Regions from separate parts of the Mus musculus genome. Here region 1 is linked to region 2. A link is a contact called in public Hi-C data. All regions are on one chromosome and are shown on one strand. The core of a region is the stretch at or near the end of the contact, and the rest is flanking DNA. Distances in the headings are between cores, read along the strand shown. Region 1 overlaps Sik2 (salt inducible kinase 2). Region 2 holds the start of Ppp2r1b (protein phosphatase 2, regulatory subunit A, beta).

What was found. Hi-C and Micro-C count contacts between places; a contact is called where the count stands out from the background.
Region 1: a Hi-C map of CD8 T cells shows a contact between it and region 2, with 2.1 times the contacts expected there. The contact joins the enhancer-like site here to the promoter of Ppp2r1b in region 2. A contact is called at or near these places in 2 of 39 promoter capture datasets (the HPC-7 cell line and liver), 1 of 15 datasets of contacts at CTCF or cohesin (pro-B cells), 25 of 484 Hi-C or Micro-C datasets (the 3T3-L1 cell line, CD4 T cells, CD8 T cells and 19 more), 6 of 115 datasets of contacts at active chromatin or transcription factors (the 230-238 cell line, bone marrow-derived macrophages, embryonic stem cells and 1 more) and 4 of 9 other capture datasets (adipose tissue, embryonic stem cells, liver and 1 more).

What each region holds. Positions count from the first base shown.
Region 1 is chr9:50,902,154-50,908,343 of GRCm38.p6, reverse strand. It overlaps Sik2 (salt inducible kinase 2), which reads left to right. Exons shown (of 16, transcript NM_178710.3): 9 at 773-937. Among named protein-coding and RNA genes, the nearest start is that of Gm25558, 17 kb to the right of the region's middle. Within about 2 kb of position 2,838, at least 59 of the 459 cell types and tissues checked have an H3K27ac peak or open chromatin away from gene starts, as enhancers often do. A contact at or near this core is called in the 230-238 cell line, CD8 T cells, the G1E-ER4 cell line and 7 more, where this site is marked.
Region 2 is chr9:50,852,968-50,858,983 of GRCm38.p6, reverse strand. It overlaps Ppp2r1b (protein phosphatase 2, regulatory subunit A, beta), which reads right to left and starts at 2,060. Exons shown (of 15, transcript NM_028614.3): 1 at 1,886-2,060; 2 at 1,058-1,148; 3 at 33-133. The coding sequence starts at 1,999.

The sequences.
Region 1 (6,190 bases), core at 1,589-4,088, 49 kb before region 2:
TGGCTAGAAGGAGAGTTGCCTGTCCTTGTTCACTTAAAGCATTGACAAAGGAGACAGAACAATGGAATGAACCACCCACAGAAAGCCAAAATGTGGTGGCTCATGTCTGATACTCCATCACTTAAGAGATACAAGCAGTAGGCCCAGAGTTTATAAGAAACAAAGACAGAAAGAGACCCAAGTTCTGTGGAGCAGGCTGGTCCCAGGAAGGAACTCTGCAGCAATAAGCATTTCTCCTGTCGCTCTAGCAGGCTGTATGTATTCAGACTGCATCTTCTCAAAAGAAAGGGACCTTCCTATCACCTTGAGTAGCCACTTCTGTCGTCTTCCTCTGTTCGTGGGGAGGGGAGGTAGGAAAATAGAATTACTTCCTATACTTATTGTACTAGCTCTGGGGATTGTGTTCATCTGTACCTCCTTGTTGAGCTCCTATGAGCCTTTTTTTTTCTTTAATCTTTCCAGGTAGAATAGTTTTAAAAATAAGAAAAAAATAGTTTATTGACTTGAGACAAAGACCACTCTTTGATTCTTTATAAGGCCATCTTGTTGCTTGTGTGAAAGACTATCATTATGAGACAGGAACCAAACTCTGTATAATTTATTTGAGAATATCTGACTAGTGAGACTTTAAATTCAGTGTTCACCACATATGTGTGCACACACACACATACACACGCAATCAAATCTTTTCTGGAGTTCCAGCAAATAACTCTTGTTCCAAGAGCAGTGAGTATATTTGTTCCCACACTGTCTGTTCTTGCCATATTTTCAGGCACAAACTGTGGGGCTGCCAGTGACCTTGCATCCACCGAACGTGAGACTGATGCGATCTACCCTCCTCCCACAGGCATCCAATGTGGAGGCCTTTTCATTTCCAACATCCAGCTGTCAAGCAGAAGCTGCCTTTATGGAGGAAGAGTGTGTCGACACTCCAAAGGTAAGGTGCTGTGCTTTCGTGGTGTGCTTGTGATGCAGTGGAGAGTGGGTGGAGACCTCGGTTTCATACATAGTGTGGTAGTATGGTTTTGTTGAATGTTGTTTTGGTGAAGAATTGTATCAAAATGTTCAGAGATCGGGTCTCATTGTTTAAGTAACAGCTCCAGGCCACATAAGCCCTCTGTTTCTTCCTTCCCTAAGCAGTTCCTCTTCTTTCCCAAGTTTTAAAGTTTCTTCATAACTGTTTGGGTGTATGACTAAGTCAGGAGGTAGGTTGGCTGACTCTTCACAAGTTATGATTTTAAAAACAAAATGTTACCTATTGTGCTGAGTTACACTTTGTTATTGTTGTGTTCTTTCTGCACAGCAAACCTTAAATACAAAGTATAAGATCTCTTTTTGACTGAGTGAGCATCCTTTTTGATCCAGCCTGGGCGTGCTTAATGGGTTTAGTTTGTATTCAGTGTATTGCATAAAGTGGACTGCCAGGAAATGAAAGATGACCACTTCTTTCATGCAATGGATTCTTTTTGACTTGTAAGTGGTATATACTCAGTACCAAGTGCTATAGAGATGATCATATTAATAGGAAACAGTATCCTAAAAGAATGTAGAGTGTGTTCAGGCTGCTTCACTAAGCTGTGTGAATTTGGGCAAGGTGAATTTCATTTTGCTCTGTATAAAACTATGTTCTATATATGTATTTTAGGAAGCCATTGTTACGAGTAAGATAATCTGTGTGGTTTAGGGTAGATTTTAAATAGTCAACAAATACTGTTTTCCCATATTTTACCCTCTTTAGATAACAAAAAACATGAATCAGACATGAGCTTGCCTAATACTCTACTAGACTGTAGTCTAACACAAATTGTATGAAACTAACACAGCAGGCCAACTACTGAATAAACTGATGAAATGTCAGTCAAATGAACCTAGAAAGAAGTAGGGGAATTGATTTTGTACTTGATCAGGAAAATTTGGGGGTAACTCTCACAACTAGAGTTGCAAAGTAGAGTAGAATCTGTGTGGCTGGAAATTAGGGCGGGGTTTCATCAGGAAAGGGAGGGTACTGTAGGTAATCAGGCCCATCTATGTCAAAGCAGTTGTTCTTCTGAGGGAAAGGGCATGGGAAGGAAAACTGTACAAGTAAAAACGTGTATGTTTGCTTTGAAGGGCAAGCAAGGAGGTCAGTTCTTTAGGCAGTGTTCCGGGTGTGGAACTGGTGACTTATTGGGACAGCTGATAGAATAGTCAGGCACCAGCTGAAGACCTGAGTAAGGAGACACTGCATGCATGCTGGTCTTGGAGACTGCCTGAGCGGTTCTCCAGCAGACAGGCAAGGGAGCAAGGACAGTGGGAGCTCAGTAAGCATGGGTCCAGGAGGGAGATGATGCAGGGCCTGAAATATGGGGATGGACATGAAATAGGAGAGGAGGGGACGCTAACATTGGGGTTGAGAGTGTAGAACTCCAAGCTTAGAAACGGGATGGCAAATGCCATTCAGTTAAGACCTCTGGATGTCAAGCAGATTCATGAGTTGCATGGACTTTGTGGAGCACAGTGGTGGTGGCAGCTCCATACCAGACTGTCACAACAGGTGGTAAGCCAACTTGCTATACAAGAATAGTTACTGTCCAGCCCTAAAGATGAGGCTACTTCCTGTGGACAGTCTGCTTTTTGTGCCTGTGTTTGCCTAGCATTACACATTAGTGTAATTCATGCTCAGCATTTAGACATAAAATAGGGCAGCATAATTCATTTTTACGATCTAATTCTCTTGAAGAAATTAAAATGCAGTGTGTTGAAGTCTTGCCTGTAAAGGCACCAGGCCCAAAACACAGATTGAACACTGTCTGCTATAATATATAGGGCAAGCTATTTTTAAAGCTTGTGATTGTTGTAGTTACTAGGAAACAGACAGGAAATGGTTTGCAGAAGATACAGACGTTGCTACATGGTATATTCACATTTGTAGGCATGAGAGTCAAACTGGAACTGGCCCCAGCACTGGCAGTGCTACCCTGAAACTCAGAGCAGGCCGTAAACATCTCCAGGACTGATGTGCATCATTTTGTTAGCTCCTTCCAACTACCTTTCTTTGAGACCCATAAGTAAATGCATACACCAAAGAATCTTTCAGTTCCTTTGTTCACATGACTTCATATACATTCACTATAGCCCACTTATTTTCTGAAAGATTATCATAGCTATATATATTAATAATTCCATTTCTACTTGTGATCAAAAATTAGTATTGAACATTTAAAAACAGATCACTTCTCATTCCCTTAATTGTTAGTAAAATCACTGAAGGAGTCTAACTTGAAACTTTGACTTGGGTTTTATGGGCCGGAGGGGAAGGCATTTTTCTGAGCATTAATTGAGACCCTCAGGACATAGAGCCCATGGTAGGAGGACAGTTGCACAACCTGTGTAGAGTAGATTTCCCATGTACACATGTCAGTCCATTTGTAATACTACTAAAGACTATACTAAAAGGATTTCCAGGTTCACACCTGGACTAGCTGGTTGAGAATGCAAGTGTAGCCCTACACATTTGTAGCAAATGTGCAGCTTGGTCTTCGGGTGGGTTCCCTAACAAGTGGAGCAGGGGCTGGCTGACCCAGAGTCTGTTCCCTGCCAGTGGATCCCCTTCCCCTACCTGGACTGCCTAGCGGGGCCTTAGCAGGGGAGGGTTTGATTAGTCCTGCTGGGACTAGATGTCACAGGATGGGTTGGTATCCGAGGGGAGGGCGGCTCCTCCTCCTCTGAGGAGAAATGGAGAGGTAATGGAGGGAGCAATTTGTGAGTGCTGGACTGGAAGGAGAGGAGGCAGGGGGTGAGCTGTGATCTGGATGTAAAGTGAATAAAAAATAAAATATTGGGGGGGGGAGAAAATGCAAGTGTAGCAGAGGCATTCCGTGTGTGATTGCACCTTGATAACTCCGCATTGTGAAAGTGATAAACATGAGAGAAGGCTGGAAAGCAAACCAGACTCTTGAGTGGTGCTAAGCTCTAGGGGGTTTGGGGAGAAATTTCACTTTCACTTTCACTTCTGGATTTAAAATTTTAAATTATAATTTGAAGTAAAAACATAAAAATAAAACCAATCATGAAAATCAAGTTTGACAATGTGAAGAGAACAAAGATAAAATTAATTTAACTGTAAGTCACTACTCAAAGACTATTTGATGTCATACTATAAATTAGTAGGTAAGGTATAGATAGGATGGTTCAGTGGGTGAAAAGATTATTGAAATTATTTCCTATTATGTGTAGTTTTGTATCTTCTGTATCTAACAGTGAGTCATGAGAATGTTTCCCATGTCCTGAAGTAGTCTTTACAAGCATAAGTTTTAACAATTATGTAAGTCACTGCTTTGTATATCTCTTTATTTAACCACTCCCCTCTTGTTGTACACAGTTATTTCTCTTTTCTTGCATCCATAGTCTATGGTGAATAATTTTACTTCTGAGCTTTTCTGTCCTGTTATTTAAGGATGGGGTTCTAAGCTGAGTGTGAGGGGCACCTAGGGCTGGCACTGAGTGGAGTGAGGCAGGAGAACACAGGTACAGAGGCGCTCTGGGTGCATAGTAGGGCACCATCTTTACAAAGATGTTTCTAGCTTTGCAGTCATCTCTTTCCTTCTTCACCTGTTTAATTTGCCTCAGGTAGGAAAAAGTGTAGTAGTTTTATTCTTATGCTTTTTTTTTTTTTTTTTTTTTTTTGGTTTTTTCGAGACAGGGTTTCTGTGTAGCCCTGGCTGTCCTCGAACTCACTCTGTAGACCAGGCCTGCCTCTGCCTCCCAAGTGCTGGGATTAAAGGCGTGCACCACCATGCCCGGCTCATTCTTATGCTTTTTTATTGAAAAGCACTCTGCTTTGTTTAAAAAATAAATAAATAACAACAAAGTGTATTGAATTGTAAAATTTTTTAAAGTATTTTTCTGAATTATATTAGTTGACTTTTACCACTATTTTACAAATGGTGGTCTGGGGCTTGTGGGGAGGAGCTTGGGTAGAGCCTAAACAAGTAATTTGTCAGTCTGAGGTTTTACTCCAGTGCCTGCTCAGTATGTCCCGCATTTGCCAGGGACAGGGACGACAGCTAAAGTCCATCACTCTTCCAAACTCAGCAGCGTTTAGTATGCTTGGTGTATTGTATGAACTTGTGTAATACCATAAGATACCCACAAAATACCATAGCCTGTGTAGCTTAAACAACAGAAATTCTGTCTCCCATAGTTCTAGAGGCCAGAGGGCAAGATAGAGTTAGTTCTAGCTGGTTTGTAAGAAATTATGACGTCTTCCTGTTTTTAGACAGCCTCCTTCTCACTCTGTCTTTAGACATCACACAGCCTTTCCTGTGTAGCCATGGGGCAACTGGGAATAAGCTCTTCAAGGTCTCTCCTTTTGACGTCAGACACTTAGCCCTCCTGCCTTGGCCTCTGGGTGCTAAGATTATAAGTATGCACCACCACAACTGATTTAGTGTGTCTTTTCTTATTTTGTTTTTTAAAGATGTAGCTTATTTTTAATTATGGATATGTGTATTTATTTGTCTCTGTGAGCATGTACACATGAACATCGTGCCCATAGAAGCCAGGATGTCAGTTTCCCTGGAGGTGGAGTACCAGGCACTTGTGAGCTTCTTAACATCATCAGTGCAGGGAGCCAAACTTGATCCTCTGCAAGAGCAGCGGCATGCATCTTAACTGCTGCTCTGTCCCTCCAGCAACCCCCACTCCCACCCCATATATCTTTTCTTATAAAGATACTGATCTTATTAGGTCAGGGCTTCACTCATTAACAGGCTCCGTCTCCAAATTCAACCACCTTGGAATTATGAATTCAGAGACAGGAGCGGGAGCTTCCTCAGTCAGTGCTGAAGCCTCCGAGGTGCTGTGCGTATAGCACTACTGCATACGAGGTGCTGTGCGTATAGCACTACTGCATATGAGGTCTCTCAAAACAAAATGGCATTAATTATACATTTTGGCCACATCTTAAAATCCCGCCATTTAATCTGTCTAGATTATTTCTGGAGCATAATTTCTTATTTCTAGCAGCTTATGTCATTTATGTAGATTAACTCAAGATTTTAGTCATACGTCCTTGTAAACTATCTTAGTAGATGATTAGGGAGCTTCAAAGTATGAGTTCCCAGTCATTCTGCCTTGCAAGAAGACAGTGAAACAGATGAAAAGGGAAAACATACCTGGATTCTTTTACATCGAGTCCCTTGGTCACTTA
Region 2 (6,016 bases), core at 811-3,310:
AGAAGGAGCATAGACGATAGAAAAGTACTCACCAGCAGACAGTGGGCAAAGTCAGGACCGCCCACCAAACCAGTGAAATTTCCCAGCTGCTCGGCGAGAGCTAACAGCACCTCATCTTCATCATAAATAGTATCTGAAAACAACAACAGCTGGTTACCACAGGGGCAAGGGCCACTGCGCTGGCTCTCACAGAGCGGTTGCAACTAGAATCCTAAAAGCATTTTCATCCCTCTCTAAATCACAAGTCTTTTTTTGTCAGTTTTTTTATTAGATATTTTCTTTATATACATTTCAAATTTCAAATGCTATCCCGAAAGTTCCCTATACCCCCCACCCCCGCCCTGCTCCCCTACCCACCCACTCCCACTTCTTGGCCCTGGCGTTCCCCTGTACTGGGGCATATAAAGTTTGCAAGATCAAGGGGCCTCTCTTCCCAGTGATGGCCGACTAGGCCATCTTCTGCTACATATGCAGCTAGAGACACGAGCTCCGGGGGTACTGGTTAGTTCATATTGTTGTTCCACCTATAGGGCTGCAGACCCCTTCAGCTCCTTGGGTGCTTTCTCTAGCTCCTATATTGGAGCTATATTGGAGCTGTGTTCCATCTTATAGATGACTACCACAAGTCTTCCTGAATGTTTCACACAATTATTAAGAAACTCACATCCTGGAGCTGGAGAGATGGCTCAGTGGTTAAGGGCACTGGCTGCTCTTCCAGAGAAGCAGCGTTCAATGCCCAGCACCCACATGGCAACTTAACAACTGCCTATAACTCCAGTTCCAGGGGATCTGTCACTTTCACATGCAGGCAAAACACCAATGCATATAAAATAAATCATTTACAAAGAAATCCATATTTCACATCAATCACCTTCCCACTAGCTACACGGTTTATGTTTGAGTATGTCTGACTATATGTAGCATTTCTATACACCTTGCAGAAGGCAAGGCTCAGTCTAGTACTTATCGCTACTCTAGGTAACAAACTAAGAAAATTAAATAAAAATAGTTTAAAAGCCAATAGAAATGGAGCGTGTATCTTTCAAGGGACACAAACCTGTAAGGAAAGGCAGCAGTTCCGTTCGAGTCCTTTCTACCCCGAGTGCTAGAGCTATAGTTGATAACTTCTTAATACTGTTGAGACGGAGCTTTAAAAACAAAGTGGGAGGGAGAACAAAGCAAAGAGATGATTGCAATTCTGGTCAAAGAAGCAAATAGGTGAGATACTGGGACACAGTATAATGATGAATGAGCCTTTCACTTAGATCTTAATCCTAGGAAAACTCAAGGACCGTTTAACACGTCATTAGCCAGAAGCTATCTTAGGGAGAACACTGAAGGGCCGGGGAAGAAACGAATGAATGAAAACACGCGGACAATGAGAGGGTCTGAAAAGAGAGAACTCTGGATGGAGAGAAGTGGGTGAAAGAAACGGTTAAGCACAACTCCTCCCTTTTCAGGGAAAAGTTCTATCACAACTGATGCACCACTCATCTGGGTTAATCAGCCGCCGCGCTCTTTCCACCCAACCAGCCCAGCTAGTTTGCCCGGGGACGGACACTCCGCATCACTTCAAAGGGAACGGGGGCCGGGGGCCGCTCCTCCGCTCCCGGCGGCCCCGCAGCCCGCCTGCGCTGGTCCACCCGAGGTGCGAACCGGTTCCCCGCCCACTGCCGGGAGCAGATGGACGCCACCACCCCAGAGGGTCGGAGGAGGGCAGCGGAGCTGAGACGGACCACCGCGCACCCGCCGCCCCACGCCTCCGTCCCGGGGCTGAATACGACTCTGCCACCCCGGGGGTCGCCCCCAGGGCTGAGCCGGCCTTTCCGCTTCCCTACCATGTGCGCTTCCGCCCTCGCCTCGGCTCCCCAGCCCAGCCTAGTACCTGCACGTCCTCATTGCGGAGCTCGTCGATTAAAACCGCGATCGGGTAGAGCGAATCGTCTCCATCTCCACCCGCTGCCCCCGGACCGGACCCTGGCCCTGCTGCGCCCGCCATGTTCTTCCTCCTCTGGCTGGTCGCCGCCGAAGGCCCCGTGCCCAGACCACGCCCCGCGCTCAGGCCACGCCCCGCGCTCAGGCCACGCCCCACACACAAACAGGCGGGGCTAAATCCAATCAGCCGGCTCCGAGGAACTGATGGAATCAAGTTTTTTCCCTGCGCGTGGAGGCTCCGGCCTGACCCCCATTGCTGGAACTGGAGGTCTGAACTCCAGAAGAAGGGCGGGCCGAAAAAACCAATGGAACCCCTGCATCCTTTCCCCAGCCGAAAGAAACAAGGGCAGGGATTCATCGTCTCCTTGCTGTGCTCTGAAGGAGACGGGCCTTAATGATGGATGCCGAGCCTCAAGTAGAACTCAGAGACAGGCCAGGAGGAAGAAGCTTTAACACCTCCCCCTCCACCCCAACCTCCACCCCCACCCCCAGGCTTCATGCTGGCCCTGAGCCACTGGGTCTTGGTCTTAATTTCCCCTTGGGCGACAAGCCTCTACACGCGCGCGCGCGCGCACACACACACACACACACACACACACACACACACACACACCTTCCTCTGGCCTGTTTGCCAAAATCGTGGCTGGCTCCTGCTCCTTAAGACAAATAATGAGGGCGGTGAGAGAAAATGAACAGTGCTGTCCAAACTCCCCAGTCAATATTTTTTCCACGCAAGCTGTTCAAAACATGCTGCTCTCTTGTTTTTGTGTTTCTTTTCAGTGTGGTACTGGAATGGCGCCTTCTGTTGTATTGTCTTCTCTTTTTTTTTCCTTCTTTACCAAGAAGCACAACAACCTAACATAACTGGGCCCAGTTTTACTCACCCCAGTTCGGTGCGGGTGTAAACTGGCCTCCCTAGACCTCCAGGAGTCCCCCTAAAGGACTCCAGGAGGAGGTGGGCCTGGGCCTTTTTACACAGAACTTAATGGAAAATGTTCCACTTGCCCTATGGAATGGCACAAAGTAACTATCTCTCCTTTCGACTTAGATATAAGCAACTTAGATTGGTAGCTCTGTCACAAGTTCTCAGATGACACTATTTTGTGCCTTAAGGAAATTGTCATTAATAAATGCAACTTAGGAGGTAAGTTTTTTTTTTTTTCTTTTTAAAGCATGGGATGCCTACTAGGAGATAGCCTTTCATAGTCAAAGCTTGAGAACCAACAGACTTCAGTTTGCGGTTTTTGTTTTTTCAACTTCTGTCCACGAATGAATGCTTGAAGACTCTCGTTTTATTTTGATAATTTTTAGATTCACTTACTTAAGGCATGGTCTGGACTGCTGGGGTGGCTATCTTTTTTAATTACAAAAACTGTGTATATGTGTGGTATGTACACACATGAGCCACTGAACAAGTGTAGTCAGAGGACAGCTTGCGGAGTGGGTTATCTACTTCTACCAAGTGGGTTCCAGTAACTGAACTCTGGTTGTCAGGTTTGGTGACACATGCCTTTATCCACTGAGCCATCTAGCTGGCCCCCAGGGACTACCTGAATCAGCCCTGCACAGGATTTCAGCACCCGTATTTGCGTGAGTTTCAGCACAGCTTTCATTGTTCTGGGCTCCTAAGAAATGAACAGAGGTGGAAGCTAAATGAAAAATATGTTTTTATGCACAAAATGGAAGACAGAGGGTACCATGCAATTACAGTCTCAATGGCTCTAAACAAGGTAAAAAAAAAAAAAAAAAAAAAAAGGGGGAGAAACTGGAGGCATGAGCAGAGCAAAGCCTAGAGAAGCTGAGCTTGGGCCAGCAAGCCCAGACTCCCAAAGCGTGGCTTGGCTTTAGTGTCAGACACATTTGTCATACTAAATTACAAAAATATCAACATTATTGATTTTAATAATATTGGCCTTGTGGCTTCATGTATATTTAACTTGTAAATCTGGTTTTGTAGCTGTATAAAGACTAGTTTTAAGAGAACATAATGTTGGTTTATATTTGAAAATTTAAGTAACATTTAATAATTTGACTGAGTTCTCGGGATTTTTTTTTTTTTTTGTCTTTAAAAATGGATCCAGCCATGTTTAAGGGTTCATGCCTTTAACCCCAGCACGAGGAAGACAGAGAGGCAGGTGGGGGCTTTGTGAACTTGAAACCCGCCTGCTCTACATAGTGAGCTCCAGGTCACCCAAGGCTACAGACCTTGGAGTAAGACCCTGTCCCCCAACTCCCCAAAAAAGTACACCCAGGTGCATGCTCACAGTCTCAGTGCTTAGGAGACAGTGGCAAGAGAGCACAGACAGCTCTAGGCTGGCCAGGGTTCACAGAGAGACCCTGATGGGTCCAGCCAGGCACGGGATGCTCCAGCCTGTGATCCTGTCTGTACATGTCCAGCATGCTGCAGACACTACTCCGTCCCCCTCTAGGCCCTTATCTAAAATGTGTTCCAAAGTGATAGAAGCAAGCAAGCACAGAGAGGAGAGGACTAGTCAGTCCCACACTGTGACAGGCTCATAAACTTGACACACCGGCACTAAGGTAGTCTGCTTCAGAGTCAGCTGTAACCTGCTCGCCCAAGCACGATGAGCGGAGGCCTAGGGAATGACTATGATCAAACGTGAAATCACAAACCGTGGAAACAAGGGCCTAGAAATTGCCTGGTTTGAGAGTCACAGAGGCCAGACTTCAATTCCCAGCTGTCTCTGATTCATTGTGACCTACCTCCTCCCCACGCCTCAACTCTCCACCCCCTCACCCCTGTAAAACGGAGCTAAGCACCTGGTTCCTACTCCAGTGACTGTGAAGCTATGAGAACAGAACAGGTAATAAAGCAGAGATGCTAATAAACCCTTCCGCAAACAATGAAACTGGGCCACAGCAGGGAGAAAGGGGCCCAGTCCAGAGGCAGACACTGGGGAAATCTGACCTACTGACCTTCGACTGAGGGTCACAAATGTACATTCCTGGGCCCATGGATGTAGCTCAGCAACAGAGCATGTACGTCATATGCTCGAGGCTTTGGACTTAATCTACAGGATGAAAATGAAAAGTTAACTAGGGAGACGGTTCAGTGGGTGAGAAAGAGCAATGGCTACATAACATGGGGCTTGTTGTCTGCCAGCCCAGCTCTGGGTTGAGTGAAAGATGCTGTCTTCTTTTTTTTTTTTTTTTTTTTTTTTTGGTTTTTTTGAGACAGTGTGTAGTCCTGGCTGTCCTGGAACTCACTTTGTAGACCAGGCTGGCCTCAAACTCAGAAATCCGCCTGCCTCTGCCTCCCGAGTGCTGGGATCAAAGGCGTGCGCCACCACGCCCAGCGATGCTGGCTGTCTTAAGGGAATACATGGTAGAGAATGATGAAGCAAGACACCCTCACAGGTGCCCTACCACACACATGTGCTCTCTAAAAAGAAAAAAAATAATAACTTAATGCATCCCAGCACTAAGGAGACAGAAGCAGGTGGATTCTGTGAGCTCCAGACCAGCATGGGCTATACAGTAACACCCTGTGCAGTTCCTGGGCTCGACCTCAGACTTACTGAGTCAGAGTCCCTAATCCTGGAGTCAGACATCTTCCAGGACTCTCCAGAGACTTTAATGTGACAGATGTTTGAAACTAATTAAAAGGTTTATCTGGAAAGACAATTACCAGGTCAAGCAACAAGCACCGGCTCAGAAAAGAACTAAACTCTTCAGAGTCCACCTCTGTCCAGGAAAAGCAAGTACTAACGCTAACTGCTAATCAATAAGCAATTCTTTCCTACTGGCTATGGGCTTTGCCTGATTAAGAAGTTAATTCCTGGCAGCCTGCCATGCGCTACCAACACAGCCTGTGGCGTTGAACTGCTTCCATACCCCCATCTCCTCTCCAAGGCTGCTCAGCTTCCTCTCCACATCCCACACACACTACAAAAAAACTGATGACCAGGGAGCCCAGGGGCAGCAGCTGAGTCTATACCGAGGACCGAAGGTAGCCCCCGGAAACGAGACGGTCTCAGTACGAAAGCAGAGCTCCACACCCACACGGCCCTTCACTCAGCCGGTGTGAAGTGAAGGACGGCAAGATTAGACTTGCCCAGTT